Regions from separate parts of the Zea mays genome. Here regions 2 and 3 are each linked to region 1. The links are chromatin contacts, called in public Hi-C maps. All regions are on one chromosome and are shown on one strand. The core of a region is the stretch at or near the end of the contact, and the rest is flanking DNA. Distances in the headings are between cores, read along the strand shown. Region 1 holds the start of LOC103642659 (protein FYV8). Region 2 holds the start of LOC103642764. Region 3 holds the start of LOC103642551 (type II inositol polyphosphate 5-phosphatase 15).

The links. Hi-C and Micro-C count contacts between places; a contact is called where the count stands out from the background.
Region 2: a Hi-C map of ear shows a contact between it and region 1, with 6 times the contacts expected there. The contact joins the promoter of LOC103642764 here to the promoter of LOC103642659 in region 1. A contact is called at or near these places in 2 of 25 Hi-C or Micro-C datasets (ear and leaf).
Region 3: a Hi-C map of ear shows a contact between it and region 1, with 2.8 times the contacts expected there. The contact joins the promoter of LOC103642551 here to the promoter of LOC103642659 in region 1. A contact is called at or near these places in 2 of 25 Hi-C or Micro-C datasets (ear and leaf).

Annotation. Positions count from the first base shown.
Region 1 is chr1:196,675,679-196,680,339 of Zm-B73-REFERENCE-NAM-5.0, forward strand. It overlaps LOC103642659 (protein FYV8), which reads right to left and starts at 1,857. Exons shown (of 3, transcript XM_035964210.1): 1 at 1,210-1,857; 2 at 1-79. The coding sequence starts at 1,249.
Region 2 is chr1:197,375,574-197,380,234 of Zm-B73-REFERENCE-NAM-5.0, forward strand. It overlaps LOC103642764, which reads left to right and starts at 2,302. Exons shown (of 1, transcript NM_001368297.1): 1 at 2,302-4,661. The coding sequence starts at 2,408. LOC100194223 reads left to right here. Exons shown (of 6, transcript NM_001139264.1): 3 at 1-208; 4 at 657-731; 5 at 821-883; 6 at 1,679-2,035. The coding sequence ends at 1,759.
Region 3 is chr1:196,096,303-196,100,963 of Zm-B73-REFERENCE-NAM-5.0, forward strand. LOC103642551 (type II inositol polyphosphate 5-phosphatase 15) reads left to right here and starts at 2,135. Exons shown (of 11, transcript XM_035964208.1): 1 at 2,135-3,335; 2 at 4,062-4,314; 3 at 4,394-4,661. The coding sequence starts at 2,501. It also overlaps the pseudogene LOC118473123.

The DNA.
Region 1 (4,661 bases), core at 607-3,106:
ACGCTACTGCCACTGATGAGGCAATCTTCAGCAGATGTGTCTCCAACGACTCGATGCCCAGCACCATTACCTGAAGGATCTACAGAAGACAATCATAAGTAACCATGCATCCAGGCATTTGTCGCAAAACCCAGTAGCAGTGACCAAAACATGCATTGAAGAGAGTGTGCATATGCAGCGCGGCGAACGTATTTAAATGGCTCCGGACCTTATGCCAGTGAAGCCATGTAGCAGCGCAGCATGCCAGCATGGGGACAAGTTGGCGAGACGGTGTACTGGTATCAAATGGCAAGGCCAGCCTCTCTAAATTTATTGAACAGGGTTATCATACCAAGACTTTGATGTGCATGTGGGCAGTTTGGAAGCTTACATGGACAGCGAGGCATCCCTGAACCATTATTAATTACTACAAGGATTTGTATTGCACTACGCCCCATACATGACAAACAAAGCACCCGCATTATGCTAAGCAAGAGGATAAGGACATGCTTATCTTATTCCAGACGCTACATCGGTACGATTCAACTGAACCAGAAAGTTCTTGTCTACGAAAGAGAGGAAATTGGGAGGGAGTGAGAAGGAAACGCAGTGACTTTCCACCAATCAAATCTTACCGACGACATTTCCCGGCTTCAGAAACGAACAAAAGGAAACGAAGAACAGCAGGATTAAGAGATTCAGAGAAGGGGGAGGAGATTCATAACGAACATGCACCTGCGCTGTCCCCTCCCTCCGCCGCGTCCCCGTGCTCGTGCGCAGATCCAGGCGAACCGCCGCCGCATTCCGCCGCGCCGGCTCCGACCTCACCTGGGACGCCACGCCAGCCACGAGAGCACGCGTCAGGACAAGAGCCCAGCTTGGACATACACAGCCACACACCAGTCCAGTACACCACCACGGAGGCACGGAACCCACGGTACCTAGAAGCAGCTCGCTGGCCTCGTGCTCCCCGGAGCCCTCCGCCGCCGCCGCGGCGGACGCCGGCTTGCCGCAGTGCTTCCGGTGCGCGCGCCGCTGCTTGGCGCTCGGGTGCCCGTTCGGGTACTGGTACCCGCACGCGTGGCACAGGACGCCCTCCCCTCCGGCTCCCGCTCCTGCGCGAGAAACCACCGCGCCGTCACATGTCACGTCACAACCAGGCACGGGGGGCGGCAGAGAGAGAAAAAAAAAAGAAACGCATCTTCATAGTGCCGGCGGCGGGGGACTTACCGGGCGCGCTTCCGCCTCCGCTCTTGTGGGCGCTCTCCATGGCGACGGGGACCCCGCGGCGCGGTGCTCGGCGGCAACGGCGAGGGAGAGGGAGGCGAGTGGGGTTGGTTGGTTGGTTGCCCGCCCGCCCGCTCGCTTTGCGCAGTGGGAGTGTGTGTGGAGATTGGAGAAGACGAAGGCGACGGAGGCGCCCTCACGCTCACGCCGAGGATAATGACAACCGCGCTTATCATAATAGCCGCGTGGGCCCAACGGTATCCCTGGCCCACACGCCATAGAGACGTTGCTGTGGACGCGTCCAACCCGGGGTGCTCGGGTCGCGTCCGTGGGCAAGGCAAGAGACAAAGGTCTCGCCGTCTCTCTCTCTCTCTCTCTCTCTGCGGTTCGCGGCCGCGATCGCATCTGGGCCGTCAACGGAGGCATCGCCGGGCCGGGGGCCGGCTGCGACAGCCTCAGCCACCGTACCGGTCTGGCCCGTAGTGGAACGAACGGAGCGGGGCCCACGTGTCCGGCAAGGCGAGGATCCTTTTGGGCCAGCTCACCCTTTTCACTTTTTTTCTCCTTTTACCGTTTCATTACAGATGCTGCAACGGCAATGCAACAGCGGTGTACTGCCGTCTCGCCGTGTTTCTGCAGCGGCAAGCTGCCAAAGTGCCAACGAAACAAGCAAGCCATGAGAGGAGAGAGAGCCCCCACACCACCCCAAAAGATGAGCATGCTCACCGGAACGTAGCGGCATGTGCCAATTGGGGGACAAAGTCGGGTAGGCATGTGGCGAGGGCTAAGGACTACGGAGTCACGGAGCTGTGTATGGTCCCACCTTGTTCCGTGCGTGAACGGTAAATGGTAACGCAACTCTGAATATTCCAAATTTCCAATTTTACTCAGTATTTTGTTTACCGTTATAAATAACCTAATCTCTTTTATAGCACCTGGATGTAATTTCTCATCGTTTCATGTTATAGCCATTAGCATTGAAACGTTAAAAATTGCCAGGCCCTAATTCTTTTTTTATACCACTAATAATGATATGGAATGGTAAGGAATGTTAGAAATATAGACATTTTCTATACTATTTTAATTTTATAAATTAACATTACGATGATGACATATAAAATATAATTAATCATGAACGTCATGATGTCAAATATATCCATAACAATATGGAACATGGGAACATAAAGCATATGAATCATATAAATATAGTAAGCATATAAACATGGTACATGTATCATGACGAAACAACTGAAAATAAACAGATAGCAATATAAACAGTATGACTATAAAATTAAAACAAACAGATATAACATATTACTAGCATGAACAGACATCAGACATGTCATGATATGATAAAACAGAACAGATTGGATAAATTCATGGCTATATATGAAACAGTAGAGATGGACAACATATATAATCTGGAAAACGTAAAACAGTAAGGAGCTAAATTGACCATACCCTCCCATGCGCTCCGAGGATCCAGATCCTTGTCTAACTTCTCTTGTCATGTCGTACGAGATGAAGATGCCAGGAAGAAGAAGAATATGTTTACCAGAAGGATGCCAGAAGGATGTTCGGGCAGTCGCGTAAATGCTCCCCAAAAACCTAATTGTCGATCCGCCGTGCAAGGTCTCGAACGGCAAGGGCTTCGGAGGCACCTACCCTCGCTCCTCTGTGCGCGGAGTTACGAGATAGAAATACCCACACTTGTGGCTGGACTGTGATTCTAAAAGAGTTCTGCTCGTGTGCCAAGCGATAGGAGTTCTCCCCTTTTTAACCTCATCGCGGAAGGAAAGCGGAAGGAGAAGGGTCTCACATGCGGCAGATCAAGAGACGAGCATCTGAAAGGTTTAACCCGGAGTTGAAACTCCCACGGTTAATGAGTGCTAAAAATTAACACAACCACACCACACCTCGCCCGCTCGCTGCCTGCCTGCCTGCCTGCCACGCCCGAGCCCGAGTCCGGCCCGGCTGGCGATGGCGGCGCGCGCGCGCGTGTGACACGCCTAGTTCATTTCTTAACTTCTCAAATTAAATGGAATAATTCCCATCATATAAGTCAAACCAACGACCCTTGGAATTCCAATATGGTACTATTGGTATTGTCCACAATTATACACCATAGAGTTTATTGATTAAATGGGCCAAACCCATAATAAATCCAACAATCCCCACCAAACTCTAGGGTTTGTAATGATGAAGTATCAGAATCACAATCCTTTGATATACCAGTGTTTCGATGGAGACTGTTAAGTTGAACATCCATCTAGAATAAGAGTTCCACTCATTCACAACTGAACAATGGACTAAGCCTTGAATTGGCAGTTTTGTATGAGATGAGATTCGCTCAAATCCTTTGCTGATACTAGGCTGCAAAAGGGCATCCCCGCTGTTTAGAAGCATATAAGTCACACTTCAGTGCCTTTCATGAGTATTTAGGGATTACCCAAATCCTATAGACTGTGACCAGCAGTCTGACTCATATAGGTGTACTCCTCAGAAGATGTTCTGTAGGACAACATCTCACCTTTATAAGACTCTTGGAATACATTAAGGTAAATATCATCCTGCCTTACAGATAGGAAAGATGTGCATCAGAAATGAGTTAAGGAAGGGATCTTTCCTCACAATCTACTCTTAGCTTGTTTCTCCACTCTACTTCACGGGATCTCCGATCACATAGAGCAGGTTACCACTATAGTAGATTTCACATGGGTCTCATACCCATTTCTCTCGATGCACTTTCTATCACATTGCGTGATAGACCCTTAGTGAATTGATCTGCCAGATTATTCGATGTGTGAACATAATCCACCGTTATAACTCCGAAGTTTTTCAGCTTTCTGATAGATTTTAATCTTCTCTTAACATGCCTTGTAGACTTCATGTTATTCCTAGAACTGCTAACCTTTGTAATCACCGTTTGGTTGTCACAGTTCATGGAAATAGCCGGTATCGGTTTTTCAACTACCGGTAAATCCAATAGGAAATCACGGAGGCACTCGGCCTCAGCCGCAGTAGTGTCTAACGCTGTGAGTTCTGCTTCTATTGTAGACTTCATTAAGATAGTCTGCTTGCAAGACTTCCAGGAAACAACGTCACCTCCAAACAGAAACACATATCCGCTTGTGGCATAAAGCTCATCAGCATCAGAAATCCAGTTGGCATCACAATAGCCTTCCAGCACTTTTGGGTTTCTAGTATAATGAATATCGTATGTTATAGTACCTTTCAAATACCGCAACACTCTCTCAAGAGCATGTTAGTGATCATCTCCTGGTTTTGACACAAACCGACTCAGCTTACTCACAACATATGAGATGTCTGGTCTTGTTGCACTTGCTAGGTACATGAGTGAGCCAATGATCTAGGAGTATGTCAATTGATCCCTTGCTATTCTCCGATTCTTTCTTAATAGCATGCTAGGGTCATAAGGTGTTGGAGCAGGATCA
Region 2 (4,661 bases), core at 1,052-3,551, 700 kb after region 1:
TGGAAAGTTATCTGGTGTCGCGAGCCAGCGCCCTCAACTTAGCAGTACTGTTCAGGTCCCAAAACCTGTAAAAGAGGTTATTAAGAGCAACAAACCTGTTCAAAAGAGAGACCCCGCTCCAACTACTGCCCCTCCTGACATCAAGAAACCCAGTGCACCTGCACCTGTACCAGCACCATCTGCATTACCAAAGCAATCCCAGAACAAGGTGAGATGGTTGAGGATCTATGTTGTGTTTTCCTACAAGATTGTATCCTGATCGGTTATTGTGGTTCCACTATTTGTTCTTCTGGAATGGGAAACATTGTACCATCATTTTTCTTATTTTCCATTTGCTGTGGTGCTGTCCTGTGAATATAATGGACTACATGACCATTTGATGTTGGAGTCCCTTTGATGTTTGTACAACCTTTGGTTCTAAATTTGATCTAGTGCATGGTTAATCTTCTAGACCTTTAGCATGTTCGAATTCCTAAGGAAATTTCGATCTAGTGCATGATTAATCTTCTAGCTCTTTAGCATGTTTGAATTCCAAAGTTTCATTTGTCTAGTCCCTTGCTGGCACTGTTGTGTCTAAATTCCTGAATGGAATTTGGTCTTCATAAACATTCAATTCAATGCTGTAATAAATTGTTCCCTTTCTTCGATATGTGCAGATTGATGCTTCGCTTGACAGTTTACTGAAGTCTCTTGATCTAGAGAAGTATTTGATAAATTTCCAGGCTGAAGAGGCACGTTCGATATATGTTGCAATTTTGTATTGTGGGTGTGACTGGTGAGTGGTGACCTTAAATATTGTTAATGGATATTCATCTTTCAGGTTGATATGAAAGCATTGGTTTACATGAATGAAGAAGATATGAAGTCTTTAGGAATTCCAATGGTACTGCAAGGACTTTGCCTTTTTCTTTCCCCAAGTTGGTTAGCATGCTTATCTCTGCTTAAACAAGAGACCTCTGGGTTGAAGCAATATGTATATATTTAAGGTGGTAGAATTTGATCAGACCGCCACTTATCCATACTTTTAGTCCCAGTTTGGCTAACGAGAAGTAACTTTGATTGGCAAACGGGATTAGAATGACCTGATTAGTTGGCGCTGTGCGTTTTCTCTGCGGTTGTCATAAATTTAAACCAGATGCTCTAAAGAGAAAACATATTCCCTTCGGTTGAAATTATTAGTTCACTTTGGCTTTGGGCTAAGTCAAACTTATTTAACTTTGGCCAAGTTTTTTTGAAAAATATATTATTACCCACAATTTCAAAATTAATGCACTATGATAACATATTTCATGAAGGATTGAATGAAACTACCTTGGTGTTGTAGATACTGGTGCACTTTTTTAAAGCCTTGGGTCAAAGTTAGAGAAGTTTATCTTAGAACAAAACCAAAGTGAGCTATAATTTGGAATGTAGGAAGTAGGCACTAAAGATATGTCCAGTCAGTGTTTCAGCTAAGCCCCACATTCATAGTACATCCAGCTATTGCCGCGTCAATGGAAAATATTGATTTCTCTTTGTGATATGCATCCCTTATTTGCACAGCTGAAAAATGGAAGCAATGTCCATTATGTTCTGGTTCCATCTCTGATTGCATTATTACCCAGCGATCATTTGATTCCAATCTACTTAGGATTGATGGATTATTGTGGATATTCTTTCATTTGTTTCATGTTTACAGGGTCCCAGGAAAAAGATACTATCAGCATTGGCTCACAGAAAGAACAAGTCTTCGAAGTCATTGCCTACCAGTACCAGTTGAGGCATCTTTAAGCTTGTGTGGTAGCTAGACAACTTGTTGATCTTGGATATGTGCAAGTGCATCATCGACCTGCAGAGTTAACTCCACTGACGAGCAAGATTCCTATCCATCAAGGCTGATGCGGTGTATAAGTAGAGAACTCCGTGATGTTGGTAGTTGAAGGCAACCAACTGATTGTTGATGTCCCTCCTATTCTGTGATCTCCGGAATATTTGTTGATCATTGGGTGTTAATTCATGATGATGCCTTGGGGATTGTTTCCCCTTGTCCGGCAAACCCAATTCTTGCTTCTTGCGTCTCACCGTCTGCATATCCATCCAAAAAGAATTGAGTTCACAGAGAAATGCTTGAGTTTAACTAAGTTCACAGAAAAATAACAGGCAACATTTATGTCTCCAAACAGGTTTAATATGAAAATATAGTATATGATTATTTTCATCTTCTCTTTGTTTTATTTTATAAAATGTATTTGTTGTCGGCTATTTTATTGTTGAACTAAAACGTGATAATGACAACGGGATAGAGTCGTCTCCAAAAGAGGAGATAATTTTCCTTTGATTTGGGGATAACTCGAGGAAGGCAGCTGGTCCATCGCCGGCGGACTGGTCGGCTTCCTGTGCGGCTGTGCCTCTCTCGTCCCTGTTTCTTATGTCTCTCTCACGTTGTAGTCACGTGCGTGCGTACGAGCGAGGGTGTTTCGTTTTGGATCGTTTTGCAGCGGCCCGTCTCGGACGCCGACGCGCAACACGGACAGATCCACCACATATATCTCTGGCCTGTGGGCCGCCTTTTGACACCTGCAGGCCGAGCACCGCACCGCCTTCCTTCCACCGTTCCGTCCGTCCCGTCCTTCCCCGTTCCTGTGCAGCACAAGCACCGACCCTGCCGTGCGCCCAACCCCGTGCGCCGCGCATGGCTATGGCGGCGGCGACCGGCGCAGGCGCGGTGGGCGAGGGGATGCGTCGGCTCACGCAGCTCTCGCTTGTCTCCAAGGTCTGCTCGGAGCTGGAGTCCCACCTCGGCGTCGCGGACCGCGTCCTCGCCGAGTTCGTCGTCGAACTAGGCCGCGCCTCCGCCTCCGCCGCCGCCTTCGCCGCCGCGCTCAGGGACCACGGCGCCGAGCTGCCGGACTACCTCGTCCGCTCCCTCCACGCCGTCATCACCGCCATCCCGGACAGCGCCCCCGCTCCCCCCGCCTCACGTGGCGCTGGTGCCCGGGGGCGCGTGGACAAGGCGGCGGGAGAGGACGAGGACCAGGAGCCGGGGCTGCACCAGGTGCGCCGGGGGAGGGTCACCCGGGTGGCCAACGCCGGATGCTTCGTTCGCCTCGACGGCGGACGCGAGGGGCTCGTGCACGTCTCCCAGATGCCCGCCCGCGGCCGCGGCCGCGCCGGCGCTACCGTCACGCTCGGCCAGGAAGTTTTCGTCAAGGTCGTCTCGGTGGACGGCGCCAAGCTGGGGCTGTCGATGCTAGACATCGATCAGGATACCGAGAGGGGTCTCCATCCGATGCGGCGTCCGCACCCTGCGGAGGAGGACGCGCCGAGGGCAAATCCGCCAGCTGATCGCCCCAGACCCGCCGGGAGGAAGAAGGGGGTTTCTGGGATTTTCGTTTCCGATGAGGACGACGACGACAAGGCTGGTCCTCCGACGCGCAGACCAACTAGGCGGATGACCTCGCCGGAGAGGTGGGAGGTAAAGCAGCTGATCGCGGCGGGGGTGTTAGATGCCAAGAACTACCCGGTGTTGGATGAGGATGAGGAGGGGATGCTTTATCAGGAGGAAGAAGTGGAGGAGCTTGAGATTGAACTCAATCAGGATGAGCCCCCTTTCTTGTGGGGAAAAGGGCGATCCTCATCTGACATGTCTCCAGTGAGGATTTCCATGAATCCTGAGGGGTCGATGAGCCGTGCGGCAGCGCTACAATCCGCACTTACTAAGGAGAGGCGTGATATTCGCACACAAGAGCAAAGAGGAATGGTTGATGCGATCCCCAAGGACCTTAACCGGTCATGGGAGGATCCCATTTCAAGTGGACGGTATCTGATGCAGGAGCTGATGGGCACAGGACTATCAGCGCAGAGTGTGCCGGAATGGAAGATGACATATGGGAAGGCCGGAACATATGGGCAGAAGTCGAGGCTTTCGATCCAGGAGCAGAGACAAAGCCTTCCAATATTCAGGCTGAAAAAGGAGCTGATCAGTGCTGTTAATGACAACCAAGTTTTGGTGGTTATCGGTGAGACTGGCTCTGGGAAAACAACCCAGGTTACACAATACCTTGCTGAGGCAGGGTATACTACAAGGGGAAAGATTGCATGTACTCAACCTCGCAGGGTTGCTGCAGAGTCAATTGCAAAGCGAGTAGCAGAGGAGGTTGGCTGTCGAGTGGGTGAGGAAGTTGGTTATTCTATACGCTTTGATGACTGCACAGGGCCTGAAACCGTCATCAAGTACATGACAGACGGCATGCTCCTCCGAGAGATTTTGGTGGATGGAGACCTGTCTTCTTATTCAGTGGTCATGCTTGATGAGGCACATGAGAGAACCATCTACACAGACATTCTCTTCAGCTTGCTAAAGCAGCTAATTAAGCGGAGAAATGATCTCAAGTTAATAGTCACTTCAGCCACTCTTGATGCGGAGAAGTTCTCTGGTTATTTTTTTGATTGCAATATCTTCACGATTCCTGGAAGAACGTTTCCAGTTGAGATACTACATACAAAACAGGCAGAGAGTGACTACATGGATGCTGCACTGATCACGGTATTGCAGATCCATCTGACCGAGCCCGAAGGAGATATCCTATTGTTCCTGACTGGCCAGGAAGAGATTGATCATGCTTGCGAGCGTCTCCATGAGAGGATGAAGGCATTCGGTGGGGACATACCAGAGCTTATAA
Region 3 (4,661 bases), core at 885-3,384, 580 kb before region 1:
AAATTCTATTGTGTAACTACATTTAATGAAAAATCTATGGTTTCAAAGCTAGCATTAAGATACTACTACAGAAGTAAATCAACAATGAAAGCAAATCATAGGTAGTATTTTTCAAGCTGACAATGGCACAATTCTTTTTCTAAGTAATTTGGACTGGTCCTCTAGCAGTGGGTCTTGGCGGCACTCTGGGCAGAGCGGTTGTTCGGTTTCTGGCCCGATTTCACCATAAAACTGGGTTGACTCTTTTTGTTCTAATAATATATGGGGATGCTCTTGCCTCCCTTTCGTTTTCTTTTTAGAAATATAGATCACGACATGAACATGACATTAATGTTTGAATTCTATGTAAACAGACCAATCTTTACCAGTAGTCTCCAAAGTTATATTTTCAGAAACCTGATACATATTTAGCATAAAATTTGAATGCAATTTGTACCTGTACTAAAAGACTATTTCACATAAATGCAACACAAGATTATATTGGAGCTCAAGATTATGAAGAGTATGTCCATTCTAAACTGCATGTCAACCTCCATTTTGGAACAGAGGGGTTACTGACTGGTTCATCAACTATTTCTTTTATTGAATAAACATTGTGCGGAATATCTCTAAAAGAGAGCAATTTGTACTCACAAAGTGAAATGTCTCCAGAGGCAAGCTTTCCAAGTGTCGTCTGATAATAGCATTGTGCGGAAGGGAACTCTACTGGTGTGTAATCAATGTTCAACTGTAAATTCTGAAACGAACTCTAAGGAATCGTCTGTTTATGGTCATTTTCAGACATCCAGACCGCCAAATTTGCAGCAATCGTCCTCAACAGGAGAAAGTGTTAGGGGGCAATGAAGCTCCTGTTGGTGTGATGAATAAAATTGACAAGAGAACGTGCGAGTTTGTCGGAGTCTCACGCCCCGTTCCTCGTCGACGGCGGCCACGGGACGTGACAAATACATAGAACAAATAATTGCATGAATAGATGAGACACAGAAATAAATGCAGTTTGTGATGTATTTGATAAAAAAAGTTATATATTGTACAAGGGGAAGGCAGATGCACTCATGCAAGCAATAGACAACAATGATGGATAATAGAAGATGGTGTTGTGTGCAAGCACGGTCGGCAAAAAAACAGAAGATGGTGTTAGATGGGTTAAAAATCAGAAGGCATAAGCTTACAAAAACGTTATTGACCTTGGGTAAAAAAACAACAAGAACCAAGATAACATTTCAACCTGGCTCATTCTTGAAACAGTAGAATTAAAGAATTGAAAGTTACCGGTATCCCAACAGCCCATGATTTAGCTACGGTGATAATCACGCTTCCGACGCCATTGCGCCCTTTGGCATCATCGCCAAATCCGCCAAGAAGATAGGCGCTCAGCAACCACCCTGTAGAAGACCCAAATCCATGAGCAAACCATCTATTCGCGCGTCAGATGAGCAACAACCCTAAAAAGGCTCTATTTCCGATTCCCTAACCAGCAATGAAGGGGTCGGCCGTCTTGAACGTCTCGGCGTCGAGGACGGGCAGGCCATGGCTGAACCTTCCAATCGCAGAGAACAGCAGAAGGCAGAACACGTCCCCGCTGGCCAGAGGACCCAGCTTCCTGCGAACGAACGCGGTCGAAGCAATGAGACCACGGGAATGGGAAGGGCGCGTGTGACAGGTCACAGGATAAGGTTCGTACGTGTAGGAGACGAGCTTGGACTCGGCGGTCGCATCCCCGTAGGAGACGAGCTTGGACTCGGCGGCGGCTGCGGCGACGCGGACGAGGACCGGGTCCTCGGTGGAGGAGGCGGAGGGGCCCTCACCCGCGGCGGCTGGGGTCGGCGCCAACGCCGGAGAGCGCTAGGCGGCGACGCAGGAGGCGAGGGTTGGCGAAGAGCGGGTAGGGTTTGGTGGTGGACGGCCCCAGCGGCTTCGACGGCAGCCGCCGCGCGGAGAGGGAGGTGGGGAGGGGGGCTGGGAGGGAGGGAGGGACGGCCCCGGCGGCTTCGACGACAGCCGCCGCGTGGAGAGGGAGGTGGGGAGGGGGGCTGGGAGGGAGGGAGGGATTTGCACCTGGATTCCGGAGACCAAGTCGAGGGAGGAGCACAAGCTAAATCGCGAAAAGACAGAGGATCTTTATGCAAAACTGCAACCGCGAAACGCGGGGAGAGCTCCAAACGGCTTCAGGTTTTAATAACTCTGATTACATTGGTTGTCACGGCAGAGCCAGCCGGCGGCCGCGGACCTTGATTTGCCTGGCCTGCCTCTGCCGTGGTCCCGGTCCACGAGGCATCCACCCATATAAACCCACACGCCACAGTCCACGCTCTCATGGTTGCCTTCCCTGCACGGCCCCTCCCCTGCCCCTTCCGCTCCCGCAACGGGTGTGCCTCCGTTCCGGCCCCGCCCGACCTTCTCTCACCTCTCCAGCGCTCGCCTCCCGATCCTCCTGCAGTCCCACCTCCTTCGCCGCCTTCTCATCGCTTCCAAAATCGCAAAGCCGGATCGCGGGGACATGGACCCGGACGACGAGTCCGCGGCGCAGCGGAAAGCCGCCGACTTGCACCTGCCGCGCGTCACGGAGCCTGCCTCCGCGCCCGCACGCACCTTCTGCGCCGCGCAGCGCGTGCTCAGCTACGGTGACGGCCCTGTCGCCTCCGCCTCGGCGCAGCGCTGCGCGTCGTTCCCGCAGCGCCACGGGCACGGGCACGGCCACGGCGAGGCGGCGCTCGCCCCTGCTGCGTCCTTCGCCGCCTGGGTCGACGGCGGCCCGACGCCGCCTTCGGCGGTGGCAGCGGCACTGGAGCGGGCCATGTCGCAGTACGACGGCGCGGGCGACGCGCTGCCGGAGTTCGTCGGCGCCGGCGGGGGCGAGGGCATCTTCCGCGTGCCGCTCCGCGCGGCGGTGCACCCGGCCCGCCCGCCGCCGCTCGAGGTGCGTCCCCACCCGCTGCGGGAGACGCAGGTGGGCGCCTTCCTGCGGACGCTGGTGTGCGACCCGCGGCGGCGGAAGCTGTGGGCCGGCGCCGAGTCCGGGGTCCGGGTGTGGTGCCTCGACGAGGTGTTCCGCGGGTGGTGGCCAGGCGCCGGGCCGCGGCGCCGCGGCGACGAGGAGGCCGCGCCCTTCAGGGACTCCGTGCCGGTCCCGCCCGCGCTCTGCGCCGCGGTCGACAGCGCCAACGGGCTGGTGTGGACGGGACACAGGGAGGGCAGGATCAGGGCGTGGCGCGTGGACCACGCCGCGCCCGCCGGAGGAGACCCCACCGGCAGCGCGGCCATGTTCAAGGAGGCCTTCGCGTGGCAGGCGTTCAGCCGCACGCCGGTGCTCGCCATCGTCGTCACGCCGTACGGTAACAATCGATCATCTCGTTATCTTGCGCTCTGCTGACTGGACTGCTTCTGGCAATGTCACTTTTTCGGTGCCAAGAAAGTGTGCTCGGTTTTGCTGGCTGATTTCACGTGACTGAAATGTGGTAGCTCAGCAATAAAGTTCTGGGACCTGAGTAGTCAGTATAGTTATTGACTCGTTGATGGCAAAAATTTCGAATCATAAATTAGAATATTATCATGCCGCCGTTAAATCTTAGCTATATACGTTGAGTATTTTATGTCCAAGCTTTGTTGTTTTGTATGAGGTGGGGACAACTACAAATAGAGTAAGAGTTCTAGCTTATTCTGGAACGGTTTCATTCCCTTGTCTTTCTTAGGTGAATACGCATGGATTTAGCGCGTTTGGCATCTTTCTAGCTGGAGAAGTTGTGTTGGGCCTTTGTGGTGTCTTTTCACACAGAGACGGATTAGCCTGTGGAACCTTTTAACTATCATGATTCTAGAATACTACTATGCAAAATCCAAGTCGTTCCAACAGCTTTGTACTCTCGGAAAGTTCTAAACCTATTCTCCCAGCTTCATTGGGACGTTTACCTTTCACTATCTGTCTATGGCTGAATCACTAGTTCTTTGTTGTTTGAGTCTATTCATCTGGTGTTTCATAGTTTACGTGTTAACATAGATTTTGATTTAGAAGGGCTAAACACAATTCCAATTTATTGTTTCACTTAATGTCTTGGAAACAGGTGAAATTTGGTCAGGATCGGAAGGAGGTGCGATAAAGGCATGGCCTTGGGAAGCCCTTGCTAAGTGCCTCTCATCTACACCAGAAGAAATTCATGAGGCTGCCTCGTTGGTTGAAAAATCCTATATCGACCTTAGGAACCATGCTACAGTTGGTAACATGTGCTCTTTGCCTACTGCTGATGTGAAACACATGCTCGCAGACCACTGCCGATTGAAAGTTTGGAGTGTAACTAGCATGACATTTGCTCTTTGGTATACTTCGATAAATATAGTTGTATCTAACAGCTTCCTGAAGTTCTCTGTCCCTTATTTTCTTACATGTTTTATACAGGGATGCTAAGACTAGGGAGCTTTTAAAAGTATTTGGCATCGATGGCCAAGTCGACTTAGCTCGTCCTGAGGCCCCAGTAATGCCGGAACAATTCATAGAGGAAGAGATTAAAGCAAAACCCACAAAAAAGGAGAAACTGCAAGGTTCTTTAAGTTTCTTTCGGAAATCTAGGAATGCCTTGATGGGCGCAGCTGATGCTGTACGCAGAGTTGCAACAAAAGGGACATTTGTGGAAGATAATCGGCGAACCGAAGCGGTGGCTCAAGCA